Regions from separate parts of the Gasterosteus aculeatus genome. Here region 2 is linked to region 1. Evidence: chromatin contacts called from public Hi-C data. All regions are on one chromosome and are shown on one strand. The core of a region is the stretch at or near the end of the contact, and the rest is flanking DNA. Distances in the headings are between cores, read along the strand shown.

Region 1 (5,020 bases), core at 40-2,539:
GCAGCACAAACGCTGGGCTTTGTGTTTTCTGGTAGAACCCCGGACAGCGTCATTGTGGAAATGGTGAGTCGGTACAAGTTATTGTACTCTGGATTATCTACACTACTACAGATTACTACACACATCACTCTGCTAGAGTTTCCACTTTTTTGGTTTTCTTTGTGAATGGAATAATTAAAAAGTTTGGATATGCCCTTAGTTTCTCTGTTACCGAGAGTTAGATGGTAAGACCTATTCAGCTCTCACGTTTGTACAATAACTTTGAAGCGACAGCTCGTTTGCTTACCAAACCCAAGTCAGTGAGTTTGAAATTTTACTCTTATATTTTAGAAGTGATGTTAACTGTTTGATAAACCTTTGTTTATCCCCACAGAGCAAGTTCTAATACTTCAGCAGCAGGATGTATATACGTTACATGTATTTTCTTTAATTTAACCTTTATTTTTGTAGTGTTGTTCATCCACAGTACAAGAACACTCATAAAAAAAGATCTACTATAGAAGTCTATAAAAACAATCACCATTTTCAAACAATGTTTTTCTCTGCTGAGAACATCTCGTCTCCAAAACGTCCGATATCTTAACCTTTGTTGGGCCTTCTACAGCTCTCTGCATCTGTTTAATCACTGTGTCTCGTTCCACGCGATCTCAACAATTAAGAAAGTTAATTGAATTTTACAATTTGAATTCCCCCTCCACCAGCTCAATGCTGATAAACACAGTCATGGTGAAATATGGGTGGATTTGAGGAGGATGGCTTGTTCTACTTAAGATGAGGTGTGTCTCAGAAGACGACTGGTGAAGATGTGTCCCTTTGGAGTATGTTGATGTTTCTGTCTCTTTGGATTTAGCCCGGTGCCGAGGAGAAATACGAACTACTTCATGTGTTGGAGTTTACGAGGTAAAGTACTGATAGCAGCATTATTGCTTTCATTAGTTATTGTGCGTTTTGCTGTTGTAAACTATGATTTCGCAGTAATGGCTTCACATGAAATATTGTTTCAAGATAATTGCATGTCAGAGTTGATTACTGTCCTGTGTCCCTAATGATTTGTACTCGTTGATTGTGGGATTTCTTGTTAGCCAGCTCTTTCTACTTTTAGCAGACTTGTACTATCCCATCACTACGTGATAATCTGCCACAGTGGCTGGACCGCCTTGTAATGTGATATTCTCTGACCTGCTTTCTCTCCTGGTTTTGTGCCTTTTCTTCCTCGCAGCACGAGGAAGAGGATGTCGGTCATAATGCGCACCCCATCTGGGAAGATCCGCCTCTACTGCAAAGGAGCGGTGAGTCTCCGTCTCTCTCCATGGCAACGCGCGACAGCTCATCACCACACTAACAGGCACACGGACACACACACACACACACACACACACACAAGTGTTGAAGCCTCTTCTCCCTTTATTGCCTTTCGCTCTCGTCGCGACTTGTTGTCAATGAGCAGCAGCATAAAGCGAGATTGTGATATTTCACACATGTATCCCCGCTAAATCTAGTTTAGACGTAGATTATATTTCCCAGATAGGGAGTTAGAGACCGAGTCAGACTCGTTTCAGTTTGAGTACATTCAGAAAAGAAAAAACGTTTGATGGGAGAACACGCTGTTCTATATTCTGCTATGAATTAGCTTGCTTCTCAAGGCTGTAACTATTTTGTAATTCTATACATACTTATCTTATTAAATCTTGTCTTATTATTTATTTGGTTGTTAAATGGGCTTCACAAAATAAAAATATTATTTTTATTTGCCGCCATGTTTATGTGTGTGGGCGAATATCAACAAGCATAATGTTTGATTTTAGTTTGAGGCTGAACCCCTCAACGATTTGGCTTTTCAATGTTATTTAAACACATTACTCCTATAACAATTTATCCGTTAAATTACCCAGATACATTTGTAGAAGATGTAATAATTCCCCTGTAAGCAACTGATTTTTTAAGTGTATGATGACGGTACATAAAGCTTTTTGGGTAGTACAAACACAAAGGGCGAACGAAACATCCAAAGGGCCACATCCTACCTGAGAACCTGCCTATTTGCGCAGTAGCCGGAGCCAAGCAGGTTCCTTTCTTTCCACTCCGGGTGTCAATAACCAATGTGTGTTTTTCTCTCTTCAGGACACAGTGATCTATGATCGCTTGGCAGACAGCTCGAGGTACAAAGAGATTACACTGAAGCACCTGGAATGGTTTGCCACCGAGGGTGAGTAGACCAACATCGCCCCCTGTCTGCCAATAGAAAAGCAGCACTTAGGACGCCTCAAATCTGATTCGGTCATTCTCACCACTTGATCATCATAAGCTGCAGCAGAAGAAGTTATCTTTCCCTAGAAGCTTATCCTTACCTGATGACCAGTAAATCCTCGTATGAGTATGTTGACGTATTATAAATCTAGAGTGGCGGCGCTGAAAGAAACTGCATCAGACTCGAGTTCTGTGTTCATGCTGCCCCCTCGCGAGACACCAGCAATGATGTCATTTTGAATATCTAATTTTGGCTAAATATAGCATTAGTGACAAATTGTGAAGATCTTCAGTCACTGTCATTTGCAAAATGATGAATAATATATATATATATATATATATATATATATATATATATATATATGACAAGAATGACCTATTAATAGCAACATATTTTATCTTTCTTTAATATAATTTGCATTGAACAGATAACCTATAAATCAAAATTATATTTTGATATTGGGGATTTGAAATGAAAACACAATTATTCATGTATCATAATACATAATTAATCACCCCTAATAAAGTATAAAATGACATATACATATATTTCAAAGTGGCCCAGAATGTGTTGAAAAATGTAGAGATGTTTTGGATCTTTTTATAAAGTAAGGTCTTCCAATGTAATTATCCATAGTCTATGTACTTATGTAACTCGCCTCATAAGTAACCTCTTCAGGAGCGGCCATTGTGGTTGTTTACTGTGTCCTGAAGTACAGACCTGTACACGCCTGCAGCTGCCCGGGGCTCCTCACATTACGCTGATACGCAGATATTCATATGATATGAAATCCTTTTTTGATTATTGTACAAGCTTTTGACATTGTGAGAATCCGGGTCCCGTCCCCAGCAGGAGACTCCTTTACTAGTACTCTAATCGGCCTCTCTAAACTTGGGGCATGCTTACTGACCTCTTGTGTAGGCAATGGACGGACTATGGATGAGAACAGCTTAAAACAAGTGTGAACTACCCGCCTGAAATACCATGACGTTTTTACCCGGGTGACGATGCGTTTTTCCTCTTCCAGGGCTCCGCACGTTGTGCTTTGCGGTGGCGGACGTCAGTGAGTCGTCCTACCAGCAGTGGCTGGAGATCCACCGCAGAGCCAGCACTTCGCTGCAGAACAGATCCCTGAAGCTGGAGGAGAGCTATGAACTGATAGAGAAGGTTTGCAGATTGAAAATTGAATGTGTTTGTGTTGTTTTATTCCCTCGTGCCATCAGCTCGTGTACTCTTCCCTAAACCAGTCCCGACATCACACATGTCATTGTGAAATTCAATTAAAAAACGTACATGGTTTCATTCAAATCAATTTTTTTTTTTTTTAAGGGCGTCGATTTGTTTGCAGAAAAAACCTGCCGGGGCAAAAAGCCCAAGACTTCCTGTGTCATTTATGGCGTAATTGCAGTTCCACCCGGAAAGTAAAAAAAGTGTGAGGGAGATTTGAGGTTTCACTTGCAGGTAGAATTTGGTTTTCTGTGAGGTTGGTCCATGTGGAAATGCTAGTCAAACACAAGAAGCCACGGTCGTAAATCAACCACTTGGCGTGTTCTTTGTGGCTGCCCAAAACAAATGGAGGCAATAAATCAAGAAATATACATAAAAGCCTTTTGAGGGAAAAACGTAATGTGCACTGCTTAATGGGAAGAGTGCGGCATTGACGCTGCCAAGGTTTGAGGTTCATTGCTGTTCAGGGCCACCCATGTCAAGAAATACGCGCCGTAAAGCCACATGGGGGCACAATGGAGTTGCAGTGAAGCTGGAAAAGATGGAGACATTCCAACATTGTGAAATCAGTCATCTGAAGTTACTCCTTCGTCACCTCACAAACAAAATCCTCCAGAGCGATTGCTTATCGTGTAATGAACTGTTAAGATGTGATGTACTGCATATTGTTCAGCCTTGATAGGAGCTAGTTAGTGATAATAAAGGAAGAAAAAAAGCATTCATTCTTTTGTAATTGCGTTCTGGCTTGAGAAGCTGTTTTACATCTTTCATACCTAATCTCTGAATAGTTTGTTAATCTGAATTATAATTGATGGTTTCCCGAATCGTCCTTCAACAGTTTCCTGCTCTCATAATACTACAGTATTAGTACATGAAAAAAAAAAGTTTCAGATTATTTTTCTACAATATACCGGCGTTCAGATTCATCACTAGAGAGGACTGAGCCACAGATGTATTGGCAGCACGGCTCAGGTCCCAACTTAAAGAGCCTTTCCTCTGCTGCTGGCTGCTGTCTCCAATCAGCCCCTGGGTCTTGTCAAATCTTTGGCCCTGTGGCGGTTCCTTATGAGCTCACAACCACCAAGGTTTCTGGGAAAATCACCCACAGTAGTCTGACTTCTTGTGGGAGGTATTGGGTCTATATGCATCCACACACACACACACACACAGACACACAGGCACAGTGACTGATCCAAAGCCTCTCAAGGCTGTGGGTTTTTTTTCTGGGTGATAAACAAGAGCAGCTGATGAAGGGAAAAACACTTCTGAGCGAGTGACACAATCCCGGCTCACATGCTTTGCTGACACATGACGTTTTAAAGGCCTTCCTCTGTTGTGAACTCCATTTGCTGATTTTATTTTTTTTTGTCTTCTCGATTGTGGTGTAGAACCTGCAGCTTCTCGGGGCCACAGCGATCGAGGACAAGCTCCAGGACAAGGTGCCGGAGACCATTGAGACTTTGATGAAAGCGGACATCAAGATCTGGATCCTGACAGGAGACAAACAGGAAACGGCCATTAACATTGGTAAGAGGGGCCACGATT
Region 2 (4,584 bases), core at 1,073-3,572, 46 kb before region 1:
GGCCTCCGTTATCGACGGCAGCTCATTGATGTGCATGGGTCTCCTTTGACCGAGGACACGGCTGGTGAGGGGAAATGATGCTCCTGTTTGCACAGGGTTCCTCTCGGTGACTTTGGGCAAACACAAAGCGTCGATTTGTCCGGACTTTTTGAAGTTACCTTATGCTTTGACAAACACGTTATCAATTAAGCACCTTGCGTCAAATCAAGTGGGGTGACTTGCCCTGATTCGCAGGAAAACCTCTGTTATAATGCCATCAAATGATTCGTCGTCAATGCAAACACAGTGAAAACCAACCTCTATTTTGGTTAGAAGGTCTTGAAGCTCTCCTGATTCGTTCATGCCCAGTATCTTCTCGGCACCCTGAAAAACACAATTCAATATGAAATGAGTGTGTGAACGCACAAGATATTGACGTCAATATGCAGGAGTAAGAATCGGAGCCGACCCCGAGGTAGTGTCCGTCAATGAACACCACAGGTAGCGAGGGAGGTTCTCCCACGCGTTTGCATCGCTCCTCCAACTCCTTCCCGTACTCGCTGTCCAGGGCGATGTTCTTCTCCACAAACTTCACCCTGTGGTTCTGGAAGATCTTTCGGACCAGCTGGCAGCGCTCAAATGTTGTTCTCACCACCCGGAAACTCGTGGTGTAGATGACTATCCGCCCAAATTCAAGAGATAACTCCATCTGAGAAGAAATCAGAAGTCATCTTCAAAGCAGTGACACGGCTCTTTGGCTGTTTTTTTTATTCATAAAGGTAACTTTTGCTAACATAACAATGTCAAATGTCTGTGTATGTCTTTGAGATATTGGCTTGATTTTATATGATTATATTTCCGCGCTTGTGTAATGGATCATTTCTTATATCTGGTACAGCTTTTACAATTGTGAAAAAGTACTAAAATCTGAATTATTTAGGCAAAATTCGAAGTATGAATACAAGCATTTTCATAAAAAATACTTTAATGTTCAGTTCTCTAAGCCCTGTCATAATTTAGGCAAATGTTGGGGTCTTGAACTGCTTCACGTCATTGAGAACTGAGCGGCTTTGTGATTTGATATGATGTACAGCCTGTCAAGGTGAAGCCAGGATTTCACTAAAGGAGATCCAAATATGGAAACTAATCCCTGAGGCCTTGTCTTTGAAGGTTATCATTTGTAATCCCTTCATATGGAGTGGCTCATTAGAAAAGGTTTTAACCATTCATTTATTATTAACATTACTTTCAAGAAAGCAGACCACATGTCTCTATACTTGTATAAGTGTCCCTTCTTTTGAGTTTCAAAATAAATTTACCATAGAGAGACAATCAACTTCCACATGTTATGTCGTTAACGAATGCGATTGCAGCCAAAAGAAAAAGATGTTGTTCTGCACAGCGATGAACACAATTATTGTATTATTTCAATTAATAAAGCGACAGCTGCATAAAACGTGAGGGGTGTAATCAAACAGACATTGGTGGTGGCGTCCTTAGAAACGTCGTTGGTGATATTGTGAATGGCATGTCCCTGTTTCTTCAATATGACCCTCGACATAACCTTTGCATTGGCACACGAGCCAAAGAGTTACATCGGAATCCGAAAGCAGACACTAGAAAGCACCTGGAATTCATTAACCTGATCGGCTACTCCTGAAACACTTACTGGAATGTATCATTAATCTTTAATCGTGCTGTCATCTTGTCCTCTCTTGTGAGCTCTTACGCCTCTCACCCGTAAGTAGACTGGAGGCCACCGATGGGACCCGCTGGTGTGATATTCCAGACTAAATGAAGCAATAAGATGTAACCAGGCCCTTTTCAGAAGTACTTACACTGTTGTAACTGAGAAGGTTCTCAAACAGCGTCTGACCTGCGCTGACTTTGTGCTTGACCCCCCTCACGGTCCCATTTTTACTGAGTATGTTGACCCTCTTCGTCGTGAACATCCAGTCCTTGGTGGCCCCCGCGTACGTCAGCAGCTCGTCCGGCTCGCAGCCCGGGGACCCGTACGGGTGCGCCTCTCCGCTGGTGGAGGGGGTGCTGGCCCGCTCTGCGTCGGAGCCGCTGGTGCAATCCGAATCCAGGGAGCCCGAGGGCCCCTCGTCCTTGAACATCTCCTTCAGCACCCGGCCGCTGTTCCCCGAAGCCACGCGGAACCTCACCCGCTTCTGCGGCTTCTCCTGCCCAGCCATCGGCGTCGTCGCCTCCATTGGGAACCCTCCTGGCACATTACATGGTCGACGGCGACGCTGTGCGGCTCCTCTCTGCTCATTCGGAAGTGGACACTCAGCTGGGACGCGCCAGTTTGTCCCCCATGGATTACCACCAGGTTTAATCCTCGCAGGGAGAACAGGTCAAAAAAAGACTGAGAGCCTGTAAGCTGCCTTACAGCGGGACACACAGCGATGGTAAATAATACATGCATCTCCACCATGGCAACCCAGCAAGCCCATCGCACGTAAAAGGATAGTTGTCTTTTAATTATTCATGACAGTTTACACAGTTTTCAGCAAAGCTTTGACTGAAGACTTTTCATGGTCTGACTTTGTGTTCTTTAATCAAGCAAACATACAGTTCTGCCTCTCAGGACGAGATAGCAGGCGACAATTGCCTCTAAATGAGTTACATGATCCACAACAACATTATTGTTATTATCAGTGCACTATATGTTAATAAGTAATTTCATGCATAAAGAGCCAGATTGCTGAAAACAACACACTTATTCAGCAAACACCTTGGTCCACAAACAATCAGCAGTAAGTTGTTGTTACTTGTAAGTTAAGTCACGTGTAAGTTAAATTACCTGTATTCACTCAGCACAAACAAAAGAACACCATGCTAACACAAGATGCTAATTAAACTAATTAGCATGTTAGCTAACCAGGTTAGCTTCACTTAAATCTTAATTACGGTGTAGTTTAGTTTACCGAACATTGTTGTTATCGTCTATGTAAAAGAATGTGATAAAATAACATCCTGTGACATCTTTTAAAGACATTACGTTACATGACGTTAAGGGTCATGCACATGGGTCATGTCTCAGGGACACAACACGCCAACCTGTCCACAGAGACGCCTCGGGCAGTTTTCTTTGTGTCGCAGGTGATGAAGCGGCTCCCAGCGGGGATGTGATGCTTCAGCTGTTTGCAGTGTTCACATTGTGCTGATCATTAGAAATCCATCCAGGAAAGTGTAATCAATACAAAGCCCTGTAGCGGTGTGTTGTATATTATTGCTGCTGAGATGCTGGATCCCGTTTCACTTTGAAATTACCACCTGAGGAGCAGGTGACGGTTTAATCACTTCTACTTTTCTAAATCTCTGCCTTTTCTTCTCTTAAAATTGATGATAGGGCTCCTAACTTCAGTTTGGAAACCTAAACTTCTTCATGATCTTCTTGCTGTGAACGATTCCTCGTGATTCTGTGGTTATTCCACGTGAAATTGAACTGTGCTGTTTCGACTCGACTCGTCTCGCTGGTCCGAGGTCTGCGAGGCTTTGCTGGTGAAAGGTGATGTCGTGCGCGTCTATGAGGGGTTTAGTTAGACTGGACTCAAACTGCACCATAATGTGTTGTGTGTGCTTGTGTTGTGCGGTAAATCTAAGAGTTGTCAATGGAGTTTCTATGAGATTTTCTGTGTAAACAACCAACGTTTCCGTTTACTGTACCTGTTACTTCCCAGAAAGCATTGCGGGTGTATTGTCTAAAGATGTTGACTGCATTTACTTCCTCAAAAAATATCTCTAAAACCAAGCATTTTTAACTGTTTGACCCTGGACTTTTTTTAGATCCATGCTTTCTTGATAGCATTCTTCTTCTGTGCTGAATTGCTGGTGTATTTCTGTTTTTCTTGTCCGGCGATAAGGGGATTAGTGTGAAACCGCAATGTGTAATGTGTGTATGTGCATCGTTGTGGGGGATCAAACGCACACACAAACACACTCACCCACAGCCCAGGATGAAAATATATAACATATATCATTTTAACATTTACCATCTTCGTTGCTTCTTCAGGCAAAAATATTTAGTGTTACAGAGAATTAAATGTTTTTTGTTTTGTATTATTTTATGTGCTGTAGTCTTGGCGCTCAGTTTCGTAAAGCTGCTTACATGACACAGTGTTCTTAAAATTCATTTTAATTAGTTCATTTTTATATCATGGAGAAGTTTCTCAATCATACAAACCTCTCCGGCTGTTTGACTCCAGGATAAGACGTTACAGTACGCCATGTCGAGCCAAGCAGACATTTTATCTCATTTTAGCACATTTAGACGGGCGACCACTAAGATGGAGATAGTCCATCCAACCTGAAGAGCTTTTCCCTCGGCCCTCCTCATCAGTAGCACTAATGCAGCCTCGCCAGCCACCTCCACTCCTATTAAAAAAGCAATTTGAAAAGATTAATACTTTAATGCTCTTTAATTTCACTGCTTTCAGTCGGCTCGGCCGCGACTGAGTGGAGGAAGTCGAACGCGATGCAGAGTGATAAATGGTTTTAATTTTCTGCAGATTGAATAAAAAGATGTATTCATAGATCCCCAGCATGTTTTTCATGTTAACTTCACAATAGGAGTGATTTTCAGTACATTCTTGTTGA

The links. Hi-C and Micro-C count contacts between places; a contact is called where the count stands out from the background.
Region 2: a contact with region 1 is called in a Hi-C map of whole body, with 5 times the contacts expected there. The contact joins the promoter of grxcr1a here to the enhancer-like site in region 1. A contact is called at or near these places in 6 of 6 Hi-C or Micro-C datasets (blood and trunk muscle, liver, skeletal muscle and 2 more).

What each region holds. Positions count from the first base shown.
Region 1 is chr4:8,021,615-8,026,634 of fGasAcu3.hap1.1, reverse strand. It overlaps atp8a1 (ATPase phospholipid transporting 8A1), which reads left to right. Exons shown (of 36, transcript XM_078101988.1): 17 at 1-63; 18 at 851-900; 19 at 1,220-1,289; 20 at 2,122-2,206; 21 at 3,276-3,415; 22 at 4,864-5,002. Among protein-coding and RNA genes, the nearest start is that of atp8a1, 41 kb to the left of the region's middle. Within about 2 kb of position 1,289, at least 2 of the 9 cell types and tissues checked have open chromatin away from gene starts, as enhancers often do.
Region 2 is chr4:8,068,713-8,073,296 of fGasAcu3.hap1.1, reverse strand. It overlaps grxcr1a (glutaredoxin and cysteine rich domain containing 1 a), which reads right to left and starts at 2,322. Exons shown (of 4, transcript XM_040175167.2): 1 at 1,818-2,322; 2 at 449-688; 3 at 298-363. The coding sequence starts at 2,195.